Regions from separate parts of the Callithrix jacchus genome. Here region 2 is linked to region 1. The links are chromatin contacts, called in public Hi-C maps. All regions are on one chromosome and are shown on one strand. Each heading gives the region's core, a stretch centred on a gene start, on an enhancer-like site or on the middle of the called end of the contact. The rest is flanking DNA. Distances are from core to core; before and after follow the strand shown. Region 1 overlaps FSTL1 (follistatin like 1). Region 2 overlaps FSTL1 (follistatin like 1).

What was found. A called contact is a pair of places that touch in the nucleus more often than the background predicts.
Region 2: a Hi-C map of induced pluripotent stem cells shows a contact between it and region 1, with 3 times the contacts expected there. The contact joins two enhancer-like sites. A contact is called at or near these places in 3 of 3 Hi-C or Micro-C datasets (induced pluripotent stem cells and skeletal muscle).

Annotation. Positions count from the first base shown.
Region 1 is chr15:82,387,942-82,391,995 of calJac240_pri, reverse strand. The region is part of intron 1 of FSTL1 (follistatin like 1); the gene reads right to left. Among named protein-coding and RNA genes, the nearest start is that of FSTL1, 27 kb to the right of the region's middle. Within about 2 kb of position 2,300, at least 4 of the 16 cell types and tissues checked have an H3K27ac peak or open chromatin away from gene starts, as enhancers often do.
Region 2 is chr15:82,504,372-82,508,425 of calJac240_pri, reverse strand. It overlaps FSTL1 (follistatin like 1), which reads right to left. Exons shown (of 12, transcript XM_078352063.1): 4 at 685-789. Among named protein-coding and RNA genes, the nearest start is that of LRRC58, 25 kb to the left of the region's middle. Within about 2 kb of position 1,910, at least 12 of the 16 cell types and tissues checked have an H3K27ac peak or open chromatin away from gene starts, as enhancers often do.

The DNA.
Region 1 (4,054 bases), core at 1,051-3,550:
CCTTCTCTCCACCCCTCTAAACTCTTCCCATCCTTTAAAGTCCTGATCAATTTTTTGTTGTTGTTGTTTGTTTGTTTGAGACAGAGTCTTTCACTGTTGCCTGGGCTGGAGTGCAATGGTGATCTTGGCTCACTGAAACCTCCACCTCCCGGGTTCAGGAGATTCTCCTGCCTCAGCCTCCTGAGTAGCTGGTAATACAGGTGCACATCACCACACCTAGCTAATTTTTTGTATTTTTAGTAGAGACAGGGTTTTACCATGTTGGCCAGACTGGTCTCAAACCCCTGACCTTGTAATCTGCCCACCTTGGCCTCCCAAAGTGCTGATTACAGGCATGAGCCACCGTGCCCGGCACCTGATCAAATTTTTCTTGCACTAACTTCCCTGAACTGTGAAATTTACAGTGTTCTTTTCTGTTTATTATTCTTATTATCTATTCCACAAGTTTTGCAAATTTGTTTCATCATGGAACTTTTTGTATTGCCATCTTGTATATTAACTTTGAGTGTAATTTTGCCTTGTTCCCCCCAATAGGCCTGTGAATTCTTGGAAGCAAGGACTCAGGCCTGTCCTTGTATACCTGGTACATTGACTTTCCAATAGTGGCTCAATAAATATCTGTTTATTTGACTTATTTGATTCACAGGTTGAATGCAACTTTGCCAGATGCCTTTGAAAGTGGTTAGCTAAAGAGAGAGTAAAGGAGTTAGAACCCTGTTATTTGCTTGTAGAATATTTATAATGTTTCTGTGTAAGATGTCCATTTCTATCTTGGAAGCCCTAGAACTGTGATTGGTGGAAATCCATTAGGATGAGATCAGACGCTGTTTTTGGCCAGAGAGAGATTTGGCAGCCAGATAGGCTCACAGAAGAGCAATTTAACCAGATGCAGCATGGCAGAGACAGAGTCCCCAGGGCTGGCTGTAACACAAAGAGGTCTCCTGAAGAGCAGTTGCTTTCACAAAGAAGTTTTGGAAGTTCAGACTTTCCTTCCTTGCTGCTTGATTTTCCCCTGGGTGGAAACCTTTGGCATCCGAAAGGGCCAGGGCCAGGTAAGACAGGAGGAAGAGCTAGTGTGTTACTGGGTCAAAGACTTTGGGTCCTTGTCCAAATTTTTTTTTTTTTGAGACGGAGTTTTGCTCTTGTTACCCAGGCTGGAGTGCAATGGCGCAATCTCGGCTCACCGCAACCTCCGCCTCCTGGGTTCAGGCAATTCTCCTGCCTCAGCCTCCTGAGTAGCTGGGATTACAGGCACGCGCCACCATGCCCAGCTAATTTTTTGTATTTTTAGTAGAGACGGAGTTTCACCATGCCGACCGGGATGGTCTCAATCTCTTGACCTCATGATCCACCCACCTCGGCCTCCCAAAGTGCTGGGATTACAGGTGTGAGCCACCGCGCCTGGCCCTCTAGTCCAAATTTTTTCAACAACTTCCTGGGTGGCCTTGGACCTTATGTCATCTCCCTAATCTTCAGTTCTCTCATCTATCATGAAGGTGTTGGATCAATACATAATCTCTACAGTCCTTGCTGACTCTCGTACTCTATCACTCATAGTGGAGTCATTAGTAGCTCTGTGCAGGAGACAGAGACCTCCTTTGCCTGAAATTAATATTCTTCTGGTTGGTAAGATACAATCAGAACACTGGCCAGTGGAGCTCAATTGAGTCAGTCCCCAGGGTGTGGAGTGGAATGGTCTCATTTTATGGAGAGTGGCCCTCCTTACAATAACTTGGAATCCTTTACCATTTCCACAACATCTGGGAAAGTATGGACTTGGGATATAGAATAATGAAGAGAGGCCAGGGTAATAATGGGGCAAAGGACATAAACAGGAGTCATATCTGATGATTTGGTTAATTGTCCTTGTCTCTAGATTATCATTGAGTGTTCCCTTTCTGTAGTCTCTGACTGAAGTCACAGTCATTAATGACGGTAGAGGTCCAGGGAGATGAAGCAAGATTGCACTGAGGCTTGGTGCCAAGTTTGTACAAGTCGTCAGAGACCCCGCCCAGGCCTTGGACTTGCCCTTATGAGTGCATTCTCTAGGTCTGCCCCTACCTCCCCCTGCCAGAAGGTGCTCCTCCCCCAGTACCCCCCAATATGTCCTTGTCAGCCTTCCTCAGGTGCTCCTGGCTATTCTCTGCTGTCAACTTAAAGCCATAACTTTTCTCTACTCCCCCAGCTAAGACAGCAGGTCTGCCTTTTTTAAACTGAGATCAGGCTCCTGGGTGTGAGATACGTGAGGCCATGGCTTTGTGTCTCTTGGTGCCTGTGAGCTCATCTTGGGCCTGGAAAATCATGCTGAGGAGGAAGATATTTTTGCTGTTGCTGCTGCTACCATAGGAAACAGTGCTGTGTTTCAGGAGCTGGGGAATAGTGTGGCAAGCAGATGACGCTGTATGGCGGAACATTGATGACCTTCTGGAAGACATCCAGAGATAAGCTGGGAACAGTTTGTGCGGAAAAGGGAGAGTCCTAGTAGCCAATCCAAATATTGCAGATGGAATTCTTGTGAGCAAGGGCTTTCTACAAAACCATTTGCCAAGACGGCCCACATGTTTGCAAGGCAAATGTCTAGGCGCAAGCTTACAAAATACAACAGGCAGCTCAATGGCAGGCTGGGCATGTTGGTGGGAGGTGGACAAGTGAGGACTTTCATCTGTCCATTTCTCTCCAGCTGCTGCAGGGGGCCTCTAATGCTGTATGAGTTCTTTGACTTTCCAATCTATTTAATAGATGAGAAGCTCATCCAGGTCATGCCTCTGTCTCCACGCTGGATGGTACTTGCAGCATGTGACTATAAGAAAGTTCTGTTCCTTCAGTAAATGCCTCCAGGGAGAAGTGCCCACACATTCTCTGCGACCCATTCTACTGTTTAATCATTGCGAAGTCCCGCACAATAGGCTTCACATTGACCTTAAGATGTCCCCTTGGTTGTTTACTGTTAATCCCCCTATTTCCTATTGATTACAGGCGGGGAATAGCCACTGACCAAGGTTTCTACTTGAAAGGATGCTTTTTAATACCTGACCATAACAGGCCCCCTTAACCTATACTTATTTAGACTTAATAATTTTAGAAACATTTTACACACATATTTACTTGATCACAATCTTTTCCAACTATTCTATAATCTCTGCTACTGACCACAGCTGTCCTCCCTGCACAGAGCCCCCCTCCTTTCTAAGCACCCCATCTCTTCCCAACCTTAGAAATTTTTCCATTTTCAGTGTACCAACATTTGAGCAGCTGTATAAGCACAAAATATTTAATTTAGGAACAGTGTCTGTGGGAAGGAATGCTTTGTTAGTTTCAAAGTAATGCAAAGCTTAATTTTAGAAAGTAATTTAACCTTTTTCTTTGATTCTGGAAGTCACAGAGATTAGGGATTGCACTGCAGAGGCAGCCTCCCTGATGATGCGAGCAGTGTGCAGTGCTGGGTTTTTCTGCAGCAGTTTCATTTGTATTCTCATTCTCATTTCGTTATTATTCTCACTCACACAGTGAGTCAGTTCAATAGAAACATTTATCCCCTGAAGTCAGGACCTATGTCTTGTACAGCCTGTCTGTATGGCCAGGGCCTGAAAAGGACGAGTGAGTGGGAAGTATTCTTCAATGCTGAATTACATTGCATTGCTTGTCTGCCCCCTACTCCCTACCTTGGTCTTAAACTTGGTCCAGTCAGGTTCTGGAACTAGGAAATAACAGCTATAAAGTATTGGGCAGGACAGAAACAGACAGGATCAGATCATACCACTGCTAGCTTCCATGGCTCCAGGAGAAAGTTAAGGTGACAAGATTGAAGGGTATCATGTCCTACCAGATCTAATGTTAGTCTCCTCCTCTCAGGGACACACATGACTAGGATCTGAAACATAATAGGAACACCAGTAGAGCAGGATAGATTTGGAGGCAGGGACCACGAAATGCAGAAATTAGGATATATCACCACCACCATCACCATAGTAGCAGTATTTAGGGCTGGAACTGAGGTAGGCACTTGATAAATAGCCCCGGAGCCCTCTATGGGCTCCAGGCAAAGGAGCCTTCT
Region 2 (4,054 bases), core at 661-3,160, 120 kb before region 1:
GCAGTAGCATGTAAGGGTATTTGCATAAGGATGTTACTGGTTATAGAGGTAAACAACTTATAGAACCAACTGAATATCTATCTATGGGAAAATGATTAAATAAATCTAGTTATTTTATATTACTAAATATTATGCCGCTACAGTGAGTTAAATGAGTTAAAACTGTATGTGCTGATCTAGAGTGTTGTCCATGATAAATTAATGAGTAAAAAAAGATAAACTGCATATATCTATATATCATAATGTCATTTTTGCATAAAATAGGGGGAACCATTACGTCTACAGGAGCATACAAACCCTCATGCTTATAGTAACATAGAAAATAAAAACTGGTTTTCATTTTAGAAAATAACACTGGTTACTTCAGACTAACGGGATTGAAGGATTATGGGGGAAGATGATAATTTTATGTCTGTGTAAATGTCTGTACAATTTCACTTATATAAAGCAATTCTTATTTTTTAATTAAAAAAATCTTATAGAGCTAAATATTTTTTAGAAAGAAAAAGTATCCATGCATTAAAAATCAGGAATCTAGAATAAAAATTCCACATTTTTCAGAGGGATGAGGTATGCTCTTATAAAGAGAATGAAATCACTGGCACTGCCTGCTGACGGGTGGCTCCGCAAGGTAGCCATACTGGCCTTGGACACTGTCCTCTGACTACTGATATCAGGACTTACCTCGATGCAGAGACAGGTGGGCTCTCCTTTCTCTGTGACTGCGCATTCCCGGCCAGCTCCACAAAACACATTGGCACAGATCTTGGATTTGCTCCTCAGCTCTTCCTAGAACACACAATCATAAAGGAAACCATGTGACTGAGATGAACTCATCACGGGATGAGTCCATAGTGAGATTATCTTTCAGGCTCGGGCTTTGCTCTGGAGTCATGGCTCATGGTCTTAAACAGCTAGATGCTAGGTCTTTTTCATTTTTATTTTTCTTGCAAACTACACAAAGAGAAGATGCTGGGTCTTAAACAGCTAGACGCTGCCTTCAACAGCTAGTGCCCTACTCCCAGGCACTGCTTCAGCCCACAATCAGGTACCTTAGTCTCTAATATGTTTCTCAAAGAGCAAGAGCTCTTTCCTTGCATGCTTCCTTTCTTCTAAAAATGCTTATTGAGCACCTATGCCAACACTATGCTAAGGGATGGAGATACCAAGGACACACCTTGTCCTCAGGAAGCTCTATGACGCTTAGAGGAAACTCACAAAGAAAGAGACATTTGGAAAACAACACAGGAAGTGCAAGAACAGAGGCACCAGGGAGCTGGTGGGGAGGAGAATGGTGAGAATCAAAGGATACTGAAGATACTAAGCCTTAACTGATTCTTAAAGAAGAAGAGTAAGTCAGGCAGAAATGGATACATTGTAGAGAACTATGAATATCTGAAGGACCCAAACTTGACTGAATGGTGTTCAAAGCACTATCATCTCGAGGTGCAAAAGAAGGATGGCTAAACCATTGGAAATGTGGATTTGCTATTTTTGCTATGGACCTATTTAGCCCCTGCCCAAGTCTGCCACTGACTTCAAGATTAATAGGGCTAAATTGCCTAATAGAATTATCCTCAAATCATTTGCTAGTCAGACATTACTGTTCAGACATGTGCAGCATAACTGACAAGGCAGGGAATGGTCTCAGTGTATGCCACCTGAGAATGTGGGGGTATTGATAGGCATTGATCTGTTGATGGCTCATCCCTTCCCTCCCATTCACTAGTGGCAGAAAGCCAGACCCATCTCATTCACCACTCAGCACAGTAGGTGATGGTTACATGAAGGAGAATGTGATTTCCCCAGCTTCTCATCCTGACTGGCTGAGAAGGCAAAATCACGGAAGATCTCCAGACCCAAGGCCACTGGGCCAGCACTGGCTGTGACAAAACCAACAAAGACTACAGGAGGCACGATGTGGTGATGGGGTCATGGGGGCTGGCTGTGTAAGGCAGGGATGGAACCCAACAGTTCCCCCTCCCGGCCATGTCTACCACATTATGCATAGAACTCACACCCACAAGTCTTGTAATAGTACAATTCTTATAGTTGGTGAATGTTTTATATCCAAGATTAGGGCAAAAAAAAAAGCAAAAACCAAGTATACTTTCGAGCTGAGGCGCCATATCCAATACAGCTGATCGACTGCCACCCAGAGGCTGCTCTGCAAACTCCAGGTTATTATTTTCTGTCCCAAGCCAGCTTGCTGGTCAAGCAGGGCTCCCATTGGTCTAGAAGCCGTTCCCATGCTCACATTTCATTGGTTCACATGCTGTTGCTAAACCAGTTCTTTTTTGAATGTTGCTAAGGCGAATTCAAGAAAGCTAGCGGCTGGGGAAGAAAGAGGAAGTAATTCCCAGAAGGCTTCGGGGACTGGAGAGCTGTTGTTTCCTAAACAGGGAGTGGAGATAAAAATCAAGGATATTCTCCAGGCAGGGCCCTCTTGTGGAAACTGCCTCGGGAATGTGAGGCAACACTAAAAAGGAAGAGGAAAAGGTTTTTGCTGACGAGTTGTAAAAAACCTCAGATATGATTCCCTTCTCCTCTCCCAAGAAACAACATTCTACCCAAGGGATACAGACAAACATGCACCCCCTGTGAGTGTGTGCCATGAGTTATGGACACACAAATGCATAAAAAGCAGGCTCAGATACATGCCTGCATTCAAAGACACCCACACACAGCTCCACAGGCAAACACCCACAAACTTCCACTCACTAGTCTACGTCCTTAACTAGTGATTTTCATTCTTTAAGCCTCACATGTCCTTGTCTATTAACCAGCCCTATCCTGCAGAGATTCAGTGAGATACATTTGGAAGTACGAACTGTAAAACAAGCTGCCTATGAAACGTGTTATTCATGGGAATGCCTTATAGAGCTGCTTGCAGAAAAGCCTGGGGCATTTATGGAACCTTCTTTTATCTTAAATTGTTGTTTTTTGTAAGTATTAAAAATAGGTTGAATTCAACCAAGTCATTTTTCAGGAATAGTTCTCAAAAATCCATTTGGAGAAACAGATACCTTTTGAGTTATAACAACTAATATTTGAATAGTACAATTAAAATTTACAAAATGTTTTCATATCCATGATTTAATCTTACAGGGAAATTCTACAAGAATAGGTATATTATTATTAACTCTATTCTATAGATTAGGAAATTGAAGATCAAAAAGGTCAAAAAGTTGCCCAAGGTCCCAAAGCTAGAAATGAGAGGAGCCAAGATTCCAACCCGTATCTTCAACCACTGATAACTAAACTCCCATTTATAAATAGCCGGCATCCTGCTAAGTTATTTTGATTATATGTGATTTAAGCTCTTCGAAAAATCCCTAAGTTAGACATCATTACTAGCCCCATTTCACAGGTGAGAAAGCTGAGCCTTAACTAGAAAGTGGCAGAGCTAGAATTCTGCCCAACCAAAGGGAAAGCAGTTTATATTTATTTTCATATCCAGATGACATAGCTTAAGGAAATTATCATGGGGGTGTGAACTGCATAATTAGCAAGTGTCGGGAGAATGTGCGTAAGAGTGCATCAGAGATTTAGTTTTAAATTACCCACATCCCACCTTTATTCCTTACTTGCTGGTCATGGGCTAGGTGCTCTCTTTAAACCTCAGCTTCCTCATGTGAAAAGTTGAAGTACTGATTCTTAGAGGGCTGTTGTGAAGATTAACGGGGACGGACTGCATGCAGCACAGTGCCTGCCACACCAACTGAAAGTGGCTACTATTACAGTGGGCAATTTATTTTCAGACAACTTGCCCACTGAGATACTGTCACTACCACCTTGGGCTGTCATGTCCCCGTTTTTTCCTGTCCTACCTTGCACTGCAGTGATAATATAGAACAGAAGGACTGACTGAATGGAAAAAACAAAAGGCCCATTTGAAGAACTCACAGTGGGGGAGCCACTAGTTATACAATCATTCCCTCTTTGCAGGTGACATTTCTGTCAATAGGTGGCAATCTCTCTCTTTGTCTCGCACAGCCCCGCGCCGCAATGCAGAGGTGCAGTGTTGGCTCCTGCAGCTCCACCCAGCTCTATC